3 separate regions of the Mus musculus genome follow, and regions 1 and 3 are each linked to region 2. A link is a contact called in public HiChIP or PLAC-seq and Micro-C data. All regions are on one chromosome and are shown on one strand. Each heading gives the region's core, a stretch centred on a gene start, on an enhancer-like site or on the middle of the called end of the contact. The rest is flanking DNA. Distances are from core to core; before and after follow the strand shown.

Region 1 (3,178 bases), core at 379-2,878, 86 kb after region 2:
AATAAAAATTCTACTTTTAAAAAGGAGAAGGTTGTTACAGATTGGGAAGATGTGGTTATAGGATATAACAAGTCAGCACTAAAGTGACAAGAGGGAACCAAAAGAAACACCCCCAATGTCCAAAAAAGTCATTAGTCAGTCACCTACACATATCTCTTTCTACATTAGACTTTTACCAAAATATTTATGTTGGCTATTCCAGTTGAGGCCACAGGGACCCAGGAAAGACCTGACCTTGTGGATCAGCAAGTCTTAAAGGAAAAAAACACCCACAGGTTGTCTTTACTTCTGTATAGAGAGTGAGAGGTGCTGTCTGTCAGCTTCCATGGCATTTCTACCCAGCTTGGAATAAAATAAGGCTTCTGGGGCCATGAAAAAGAAAAATTGTAACTTGAGCCTAAGGTTCTAAAAAAAAGTGGTAGAGGACTAATGAAATGGTTCAGCAGATAAAGGCACTTGGTATTCAAGTCATGTGGCATGAGTTTGATCCCCAGAAAAAGACAGAAGAAGAGAACCAATTCTACAAGTCTGTTCATCTAACCTCTACAGGTATGCTGTGGTACATCACATACTACATCATCTACATCATCATCACCACCACCACCACCACCACCACCACCATCACCACCACCACCACCATCATCACCACCACCACCACCACCACCACCACCACCACCATCACCACCACCACCACCACCATCACCACCACCACCATCACCACCACCACCACCACCACCACCACCACCACCACCACCACCACCACCACCATCACCACCACCACCACCACCACCACCACCACCACCACCACCATCACCACCACCACCATCACCACCACCACCACCACCACCACCACCGATCATTTTTAAGACATGAAGGAGAGGGGCTGGCGAGATGGCTCAGCAGTTAAGAGTATTGACTGTTCTTCCGAAAGTCCTGAGTTCAAATCCCAGCAACCACATTGTGGCTTACAACCACCAGTAATGAGATGTGATGCCCTCTTCTGGGGTGTCTGAAGACAGCTACAGTGTACTTAGATATAATAATAAATAAATCTTTTAAAAAAAGACATAATGGAGTGTCTATGTGTATTGTTACCTTTTAGCATGTATTTTCAACAAGTAAAAACTGATGGAGAAATCAAGACAGCAAAGAGAGCTGTTTCAAGTTTTTCCTGAGTTTAGAATAGATTTCTGCTCCCAAAGAAAGTTTAATCTTAAAAAAGAAAACAAAGAAATGAATATTATACCTGCCTCCATTTGACCTCATATTTGGCTATTACTCTTCTGTATCCTCTGAGCAGATTTCAAGATCGTTGGATTAATTATTCTAGGGGGTGCAAATGTGCCAAAGCATATCATATCATAAACAAATCATATATAATATCATAAACAGAGAAGTAATGAACTCTGGGAATTAGAGTGGGTCATTTCAGGATATAGGATGTCCTCAGTGAGCACAATCAAAATGAACAGTAATTCTAAGTACAGGTCTTAGGATTTCTACTGCTGTGATAAAACACCAGACCACAAGCAATTCAGGGCGGAAAGGGTTTAGTCTGCTTACACTTCCACATCACCAAAGGAAGTCTGGGCAGATATATGGAGGCAAGAACTCAGAGGTGAGGAAGGAACCCTTCTTACTGACTGGCTTATCATGGCCTGCTCAGATGCTTTGTTATAGCATCCAAGACCATCAGACCAGGGCTACCACTGCCCACAATGAGCTGGTTCCTCCCACAGCAATCACGAGTTAAGAAAATGCCTCTCAAGAACGACCATACACCAGTCTGGTAGTGATATTTTCTCAACTGAGTTCCCCACTTCCCAAATGACTCTAGCTTTTGACAAACTGACTCACAACTAGCCAGCACAGAAGACAACCATGGGTCTTAAATCTTTAGATTATATTATGTCTACAGAAGCCCCAGAAGATGACAACTTAAAAATACAAATCAACAGTGGGGTCTTATACAGATTTTTTTTTAAAGGATCAAATAGGACAAGTAGGAAGAAAGACTAAAAGTTGAAAGAAAGGTTGTCTTAGTTACCATTCTGTTGCTGTGGTAAAAAACATCAGAAGCAAATGGTTAAAATGACCACAAGCAACTTAATAGAAAAAGAGTTTATGGTTTCAAAGGGAGAATGCAGAGTGGTGAGAAGTCATGGCAACAAGCGGCAGGCATGGTGTCTGGAACAGGAAGCCAAGAGATCACATCTTCTGACACAAAACAGAGAGACTGGAGGTGGGGCATATTTCCTCCAGCATGACCACACCTCCAATATCTCTCCCAAACACTACCACCAACCAAGTACTGTTCAAAGGCTTGAGCCTATAAGGGACATTACTCATTCAAACCACCACAAGCTTAAAAGGTCAACTTCTCCTGGGACTGAAATGCTAACACTCTTGACAGGAACTTGCTGTTTCAGCATAACAGCTACATGAGCTAGTGTTTCTACTTTGGAAAAGCTTTAAGGACCTCTGAGCTCACAGCTTCTGTTTCTGCTGCTACTTTAGCATTTAGCATAGTATCTACTTTTCTTGCAGCTATTTATGATGGTAGACTATGTATTTAGATGGACACAGCACCTTGCTCACACAGGTACTACCACATTCTTTACCCTGAACTATCTAACAAAGAAACCTTGATAAATGCTTACAGAGTTGATATGCCAGCTTTGTGTCCATGAAGTGATTAAGAGCTAATTCACTTTCCCCCATTCCTAATCAATCACTCCATCAGGAACTCTCTCTCCAGCACAAATGCTTCGTGAGTTTCTAGCATATATACCCTTTATGCCTCTGCCTGAGCCCCTGGCTTAATGAGTTATTCTATACAGTGGTTCTCAAATTTTAAAGTGCACCAGGAAGACATTTTAAAACACAAATTCCTAAATCCTAAAACCAAAGTGCCTGGCTCGATGCATCTGGGGTACATTCCATCTGCATTTGTGGTAAATTCCTAGATAATGTTGATCCTAACTAGATTCTCTGTTGTCCTGGCTACATAGCAACAAATAATTAGACAGCTGAACAGATAGGTACTTCAGTAGCACAGAAAAGTGCTTCTTAAGTGTAAACTTTGTGGCTTCTTCCCTCTTTCTCCCTTGGGTAACACAGATACAGACAAGAGCAAACACTGAACTGTCAAGCTCTCTATTTACCAACACATTGATAG
Region 2 (3,332 bases), core at 169-2,668:
CCAGGCACCTGGTCCTAACTGCATCGTCAAGAATGGAGAGCGTGCAGTCCCAGCAGTGGGCTGACTTCTGTCGAGAAGCCTCTGCGATAGTCGTCGAGCCGTGAGGGTCACCGAGCTCAGTTTGATGTGCCCTACGCATTGAGGGCAGGGGTAGAGCCTCCAAACGGGGAGCCCAGTCGAGGCCTGGGTCAGGAGGGTAAAATTGTTCTTCACTCTTCAACCCGCAACCCCTGGAGAGGCCCTGTCTAGTCCTGTCAGTCAAAATAGGCACCGAGTTCCCAAGCTGTGGGCTCAGGTCTATCTCAAAGACAATCTCGGGGCTTACCCTTGGGCCCATCTCCCGGCTCCATCACGTCTGGGTCCTGGTCGAAAGGGCCAAGGTTCTCCGATGCCCCGCCCTCCCATCAACCCCCAGGCACGCAGTTCCTGTAGTCTCTGGGCGTGGGCAATGTGCTTCCGCGGGTTCTCGAGCCCCTACCCCTGCTGGGGACAAGTCGGGAAAGGGTGCTCTGGGCGCCCGTGGGGTAGATTTTCGATTATTAAGTGATCACTTCAGGAAAGCTATGGCCCCCAGGACTGTTCCTGAGGCGGAGAGAAGCCTCTGTACTTTAGGGGAAGAGAGAGGGGTGCTGGATATTGGGCCAAATCATTGTGCCTAACACTTCCTCTAAGAGCTGGGAGGGTGGAGGGCTGGGAGATGTATCTCCCCGGATGAGTAAAAGAGAGGGTACTCCTGGAGAGGGGGAAGGGAAACAGGAGAGAACAGGGGTGTTTTCCGTCGGGGCTCAAGGTCGCGGACAGAGGACTCCAACGGGCTAGAGCGTACTGGAGGCTCCCGGTGGGCCAAGGTGGGAACGGAGGGCAGGGAGACGGGCGGGAAACGGGCGCTTTGGGGCTTCATCTTCCGGCGCCTTGAAGAAGAGCCAACGGGAGGGAGTGAGGGAGTGTGGGTCCTGACCCGACGGCTGCTCTGCTTCGGGGTTGGGCTGTGGGCTGGGACTATTCCTCCCCTAGCCTTCTCAATGATCACCAATCCCTAGAGGTTCACCTAGAGAAACCTTTTAGAGACCTGGGGTCCTTCTTCCAGAGGGGTGCCCCATCTCTGAGCTCTCCGCCCCTTCCGCACCGCGCTTGCCTTTCAAAGGGGTCTGGGGCCCTGTTCCAGCCCGACCCACCTCTGGAGACCTTCAGGGGGTCCCAGAACCCTACATCCTCATCTTGCATAGAAGCCCCCCGCCCCCGCGATTCCGCGGAGTTACTCACCCGCTGCTTCTGTCTTGCTCCGCTGGCGCCGGACAGACGGCGGAACTAGCCAGAGGCCCTGCGAGTCGGTGGGGTGGGCGACTGGGCCGGGGGCCGGGGGCGGGGACAGGGTGCCAAGGGGCGGCCCCTGCTTCGCCTGCAGCTCCCGGCGCTGTGGCTCCGACTCGCGCTCACGCTCGCACTTTTCTCCGAGCCGCGTGATGTCACAGGGAAGCAGCCAATCGTGGTGGGGACGCACCGCCCGCCCGGGGCCGGTCACCCAGCGGCGACGCGCGGGGGTCACCACCTGGAGTGTCAGGCACCCTTGATGCTCACACCCTTCCCGGGAGATGGCCCGCAACTCCGGACTCCAGCACCGAGGGCACCGCCCACAGTCGCCAGGGAGGATTAGCCTCCGGCTCTGCCCTCCGGGGGGTGGGGTGGGGGCTGTCCGCGTTGTCATGGGGACTAGGCGCCCCCTCGCGGGCTGGGGAAGAACCAGGCGGCCAAGCTTGGCTATGAGCCCCGCCTCCGCCCTAACCACGCACTCTGGACACCGAAGTGTTTTCGAACCTCTCCACGGCTTGTAGCCCCTTCGTCGTTCCGCCTGAGGTTAAATCCTGGTCTTGAGGGTTTGGCCCCAACAGGCCCCTGGTGTGCGGCGGGGCAGATCTAGCAACGTGCTTCTGTCGGGACAGAGCGCTGCCTGATAGCCGCTGGACAGCCAAAAGACTGCAGCCGTCGGGGCCTGGGGAAGAGCAGGTGAGACTGGACAGGCGAGCATCTACCCTGGCTAAAGATCTTGTCACTCTCCACGCCCGGGAAGGGACGCGCATTAGCTGTGAGACTGAAGATGGCACGAGTCTCCTATCCAGCCGCGAATGAGTTCATCGCTGCCTATGTGGGGAAGCCAGGTGCCCAAGGTCACCTGGGACAGAACAGGCCATGAAGGAAAGTCCAGTCTCCTAGACCTCCCGCAACAGTACTAGGCTAAGGCCCAAAGTAGGCAGGTTCAGCACCTCGGACAGCCCCACACGTCCTTGGTGCGAAGGCCAGTTGCTCAGATCAAGCACCCGCCAGCCAGGGTTGAATGCACCCCTTCGCGCCCGGGGTCCTGAGTACCGGTCACCCACAAAGCTTCTTGAGTGTCAACAGCCAATTAACTTTAAGCCGGCTGACTTCTTGGAAAAACCACCTGAGTCTCAGCTCTCCTCTACTCTCCTGCAAGGGCTGGTAGGGGCTCCTGGGGACAGTGGTAGTGGTAGGGATAGCTTTGTAACGACAGAGGAGTTAGGAACAGAGAATGAATGAGTGGAGACTTGAGCTAGAGTCCGTGAGAGAAGGCTCCTGGTTCAGGTTTCTCCATGCTGAAGAGAGGGACGTCAACATTGGACAAAGTTGAGGGCAGGCTAGTGTGAGAAGCCATCTTCCCTCCCATGGGCGCTTTGGTCTTCCATGATCCTCTGAAGGAAAAAATGAAGGAAGTGCTATTGTTCTTGCCCCCACTTCACAGGAGAGGAGAGGCTCAGTTGTTACCGACATCTTCCACTTTACCATATCCCCCTCCCTGGGGGCCAGGAGCAGGGTGCTCTTGGGAGAGTGAAAGTGTTGTGTGTATGGGAGAGGGCAGAATGTTAAGCCGTCAAATGAGGAGACTTGTTAAGGACAGGAGGGTCCAGAAAACAAAAACGCCTCCAACCACGGGCAAAGCCAATGCAATCTGTGAAGCCTGGGCCTTTACCTCACCCACCTACATCTCAGAGCTCACGGGTGAACTCTGGAAAGCTGAGCTGGAACTAGGGGACCCAATTTAGTCTCTCTGCTTTCTTTGTTCTAACTGGGTCTTGGAACGCTTTCTTAAGGGACTACCAGTCTTTATCCTGCTGACACCATGTGGTTGTAATGTGTAAGGGGTCCTGCAAAGGCTTACCACTAAGGAGGCTCTCCCTGGATGTGGACTTCCTAAGGAACTGGTGTGGAGACAAGGTATGACTAACCAATCAGAACGGGTAGTTAAGGCATGCTCACTTTTAGACCACTATATCACAAACCCTCTTTATATCCTGTTTGCAATCAACTAGAGAGCATGT
Region 3 (3,077 bases), core at 30-2,529, 69 kb after region 2:
CCCGCCTCTGACCCATACATGTTATAGTTATAAACATGAGCCACTGGTACCCAACTGCAAGACTGACTTATTTTATTATTTTTTAGAGTAATTTACTTAATTTTACATGAATGAATGAAATTTTTTCCTGTGTATATATGTATGTGGAACACATATGAGGACGGGTATTCAGAGAGGACCAAAGGGGGTTTTGGATTCTTTGGTTGTGAATCACAACGTAGGTGCAGGGAACTGAACCTGGGTTCTTTGAACGAAGGAAGTACTCTTAACTCTCTCCAGCCCCAAGACTGATTTTTTTCTTTTTTCTTTTCTTTCTTTTTGTTTTTGTTTGTTTTTTGTTTTTCGAGACCGGGATTCTCTGTGTAGCCCCGGCTACCCTGGAACTCACTCAGTAGACCAGGCTGGCCTCGAACTCAGAAATCCACCTGCCTCTGCTTCCCAAGTGCTGGGATTAAAGGCGTGCGCCACCACTGCCCGGCGACTGATTATTTTTAAAGGAGAATTTTGACTCATTTACTCAAAAAACTTCAAAGGCTCTCTACTGTTTGAAACGAGGCAGACTTCTTGTCTGCTACTCAGTGTCCTCAACAATCTCTCTGTAACCTGTTTTCCTGATACTCATGCTTATTAAATGTTTTAATAAATTCATTAATGTATTAAATGTAAATATCCATATATATTTTTTTCACACTAATCCTACTATGGATACTCTACCCTCTACCCCTCCTCCCCTTGTAATGCCCAGTAAAACTCTGTGCCTCTTAGCTCCTGTTTAAGGACCCTCAAGCCCCCTTTTCTAGTCTTTCTACTTGACACCATCTTCTCTTTGGAAGCATTATTCCATACTTTCAATACATAATGGATTGTTTTTATTTATTGATTCTTTACACTCAAAAATAGACAGACACAGACAGATGGACGGATGGACAGACGGATGGACAAAGTGAAGGGGAAGAAAGAGAAGCTAGCGTGAGGGTACATGCTTGCAATCCCAGCACTGAAAGGGTTGAGGCAGGATTGCTCCCAATTCAAGGCCAGCCTAGGCTGCAGCCTAGATCACTTTCCAGCAAGTAAGACCTTATTGGAAAGAAGGACAGCAGGGGGGTGGGAGGGAAGGAAGAGAAAGGAGAGAAATTGATGGTTTCATATAGGGGAAACATTCCAAGAATTAACTTCTTTCATGTCTGCAGCCAAAACAAAGCTGGGGTGGGAGATATCCTGCTGCAAGTTGGTAAAATGTGAAAGTTCCCTCCTATGGCCTGCGGAGGATCCATGCTGAGAGCAGGCCTCCTCTTTTGTTAGCTTCACCAGTGGCTTCTGCCTGAAGGCCAACAGGATTAGCACTGTCATTTCATGCTCTGAAAAGTCAGAAAAGAAAAGATGGGGAGCTTTTCATTCTAGGAGATGCCTACTCATCAGAGAGAGCTCTGTTTCTGATAAGCAGGGATGCTGAGGTTAAAAAGCAAAATTTCCAACAATGGTTAATGAAAGGTTTGGAAACAATGTACAGAATTAGGCAATGGGATCAACTCCAAGAAGAGAAGAGCAGGTGCCAGAGCAAAAGCAGCAGAGAATCAGTACTAGATGTTTTCATGCATTCAAAAATTTCCATGTATTTAAAATGTCATCAGGAGGCCCTGCGAGCACAGACTGGATGCAGCAATTAGGAATGCAGGCTTAGCTTCTTGGCACAAAATACAAACTCCTCACAAGGAAGTGGAAAGAAAAGCTTTACCATGAAGTTGAGCAGTTAGTTGCTACTACACTCTTTTCACTTAACAGGTAATTAACTGGGAAACCCCCCCCCCCCCTTTAAGAGATAAACTTAATTAACATCCAAAGACATTAAGTTCCCAGGATCTAAGTTAGGTTTTTTTTTTTTTTTGGGGGGGGGGTCTGTTTTTGTTTGTTTGTTTCCAGATTCCAGACAGTTTTTTTTTTTTTTTTTTCTGTGCTCGAACTCAGAAATCCACCTGCTTCTGCCTCCCAAGTGCTGGGATTAAAGGCGTACACCACCACACCGCCCTGCCCAAATTAGGTTGTAAGGTGTTCGTCTACAAACAGACTTCAGAAGGTCAAAATAAATTACTCAGAAGCAAATGCACTATATGCATGTGTTTGTGATGATAATGTATTAGTTGTGTTCTTAAATTTTTCTGTATTTTATGAGGCGTTGACATCTTCAGGTCTTACAGACAAAGAACTAGTTCTCCCAGGGCTAATATCAAGAGACATGTCTTTAATATACAAACCAGCCAGTAGACAGTTTTCATTCAGGGCAAGGTATGGACAACTAGCAACCCCTCCTATAGTTCAGAGTCCTAAGCTTTACGCAGCCCACCTACTCTACCTCACTCACTCTTCCCTTTGATAACCTATGCTTTCCCCTTGCCTCCTTGTAATTTCCAAGACAGCCTTGTGTTATACGCTACATGGCACCCTTCTTCCTCCCCTTGGGACCCTTCTCTTGGAAGCTGTAACTAACTTAACTTTTTAATAGGAAAAAACTCTTTACTTGTGGTTCCTACCATACTTGAATAAAATAAAAATATGGTCATTCACACACAAATCGACATTCCCTCTAGCCCTTGTCTCCAATGCCCAAGGTCCTGGGGTTCCAGCTCAGGAATCAAAGATACATCACAAATGACACCTCTCTATAAAACCAAGTAGGTGCTTACAGAGTGCAAGGGAAAACAGTGGGAGTGGGGTGTTTGCTGACTCCCTCCCCATTCTCCCAGTCCTTTCCAGCAGAGGATTATGCCGCAAGGTAAAAGGATAAAGGTAAAAGGATAAAGGAAGAACATTCATAATTCTCAGTAGCAGTGATGTTGTAGTTGTTTCTTTGAAATAATAAATATATCTGAAATGCATACTTAATATTTAAATATCTATTTTGCAAGATAGAAATTGCATATGTTATGTTCTATCAAAAAGATTGGAACACTGAGCCAACCAACAGTGTCATCAGCAAAGAAATGAAGGCTTGGCCTTCAACCTTACTATGGCTGACAAAGATAGAGATCTGGAATCTAAACAAAAGTACAAAGTCTTGAAATATGCCTAGAATCAAGAAT

Evidence for each region. Hi-C and Micro-C count contacts between places; a contact is called where the count stands out from the background. HiChIP or PLAC-seq counts read pairs in DNA pulled down with a chosen protein or histone mark.
Region 1: a contact with region 2 is called in a Micro-C map of the G1E-ER4 cell line, with 2.6 times the contacts expected there. The contact joins the enhancer-like site here to the promoter of Chrm4 in region 2. A contact is called at or near these places in 7 of 39 promoter capture datasets (the 3T3-L1 cell line, HPC-7-derived erythroid cells, hematopoietic stem and progenitor cells and 3 more), 3 of 484 Hi-C or Micro-C datasets (CD4 T cells, the G1E-ER4 cell line and trophoblast stem cells), 7 of 115 datasets of contacts at active chromatin or transcription factors (CD8 T cells, differentiating embryonic stem cells, effector CD8 T cells and 3 more) and 3 of 9 other capture datasets (adipose tissue, liver and pancreatic islet).
Region 3: an H3K27ac HiChIP or PLAC-seq map of stem cell-derived anterior neural progenitor cells shows a contact between it and region 2, with 8 times the contacts expected there. The contact joins the enhancer-like site here to the promoter of Chrm4 in region 2. A contact is called at or near these places in 5 of 39 promoter capture datasets (the HPC-7 cell line, hippocampal neurons, liver and 2 more), 2 of 15 datasets of contacts at CTCF or cohesin (CD8 T cells and pro-B cells), 9 of 484 Hi-C or Micro-C datasets (the HL-1 cell line, cerebral cortex, embryonic heart and 5 more), 5 of 115 datasets of contacts at active chromatin or transcription factors (embryonic forebrain, embryonic stem cells, memory CD8 T cells and 1 more) and 3 of 9 other capture datasets (adipose tissue, liver and pancreatic islet).

What each region holds. Positions count from the first base shown.
Region 1 is chr2:91,834,326-91,837,503 of GRCm38.p6, reverse strand. The region is part of intron 11 of Ambra1 (autophagy/beclin 1 regulator 1); the gene reads right to left. Among named protein-coding and RNA genes, the nearest start is that of Chrm4, 86 kb to the left of the region's middle. Within about 2 kb of position 1,628, at least 64 of the 459 cell types and tissues checked have an H3K27ac peak or open chromatin away from gene starts, as enhancers often do. A contact at or near this core is called in CD8 T cells, the G1E-ER4 cell line, adipose tissue and 1 more, where this site is marked.
Region 2 is chr2:91,920,275-91,923,606 of GRCm38.p6, reverse strand. It overlaps Chrm4 (cholinergic receptor, muscarinic 4), which reads right to left and starts at 1,418. Exons shown (of 2, transcript NM_007699.2): 1 at 1,264-1,418.
Region 3 is chr2:91,851,178-91,854,254 of GRCm38.p6, reverse strand. The region is part of intron 11 of Ambra1 (autophagy/beclin 1 regulator 1); the gene reads right to left. Among named protein-coding and RNA genes, the nearest start is that of Chrm4, 69 kb to the left of the region's middle. Within about 2 kb of position 1,279, at least 17 of the 459 cell types and tissues checked have an H3K27ac peak or open chromatin away from gene starts, as enhancers often do. A contact at or near this core is called in hippocampal neurons, stem cell-derived anterior neural progenitor cells and stem cell-derived epiblast-like cells, where this site is marked.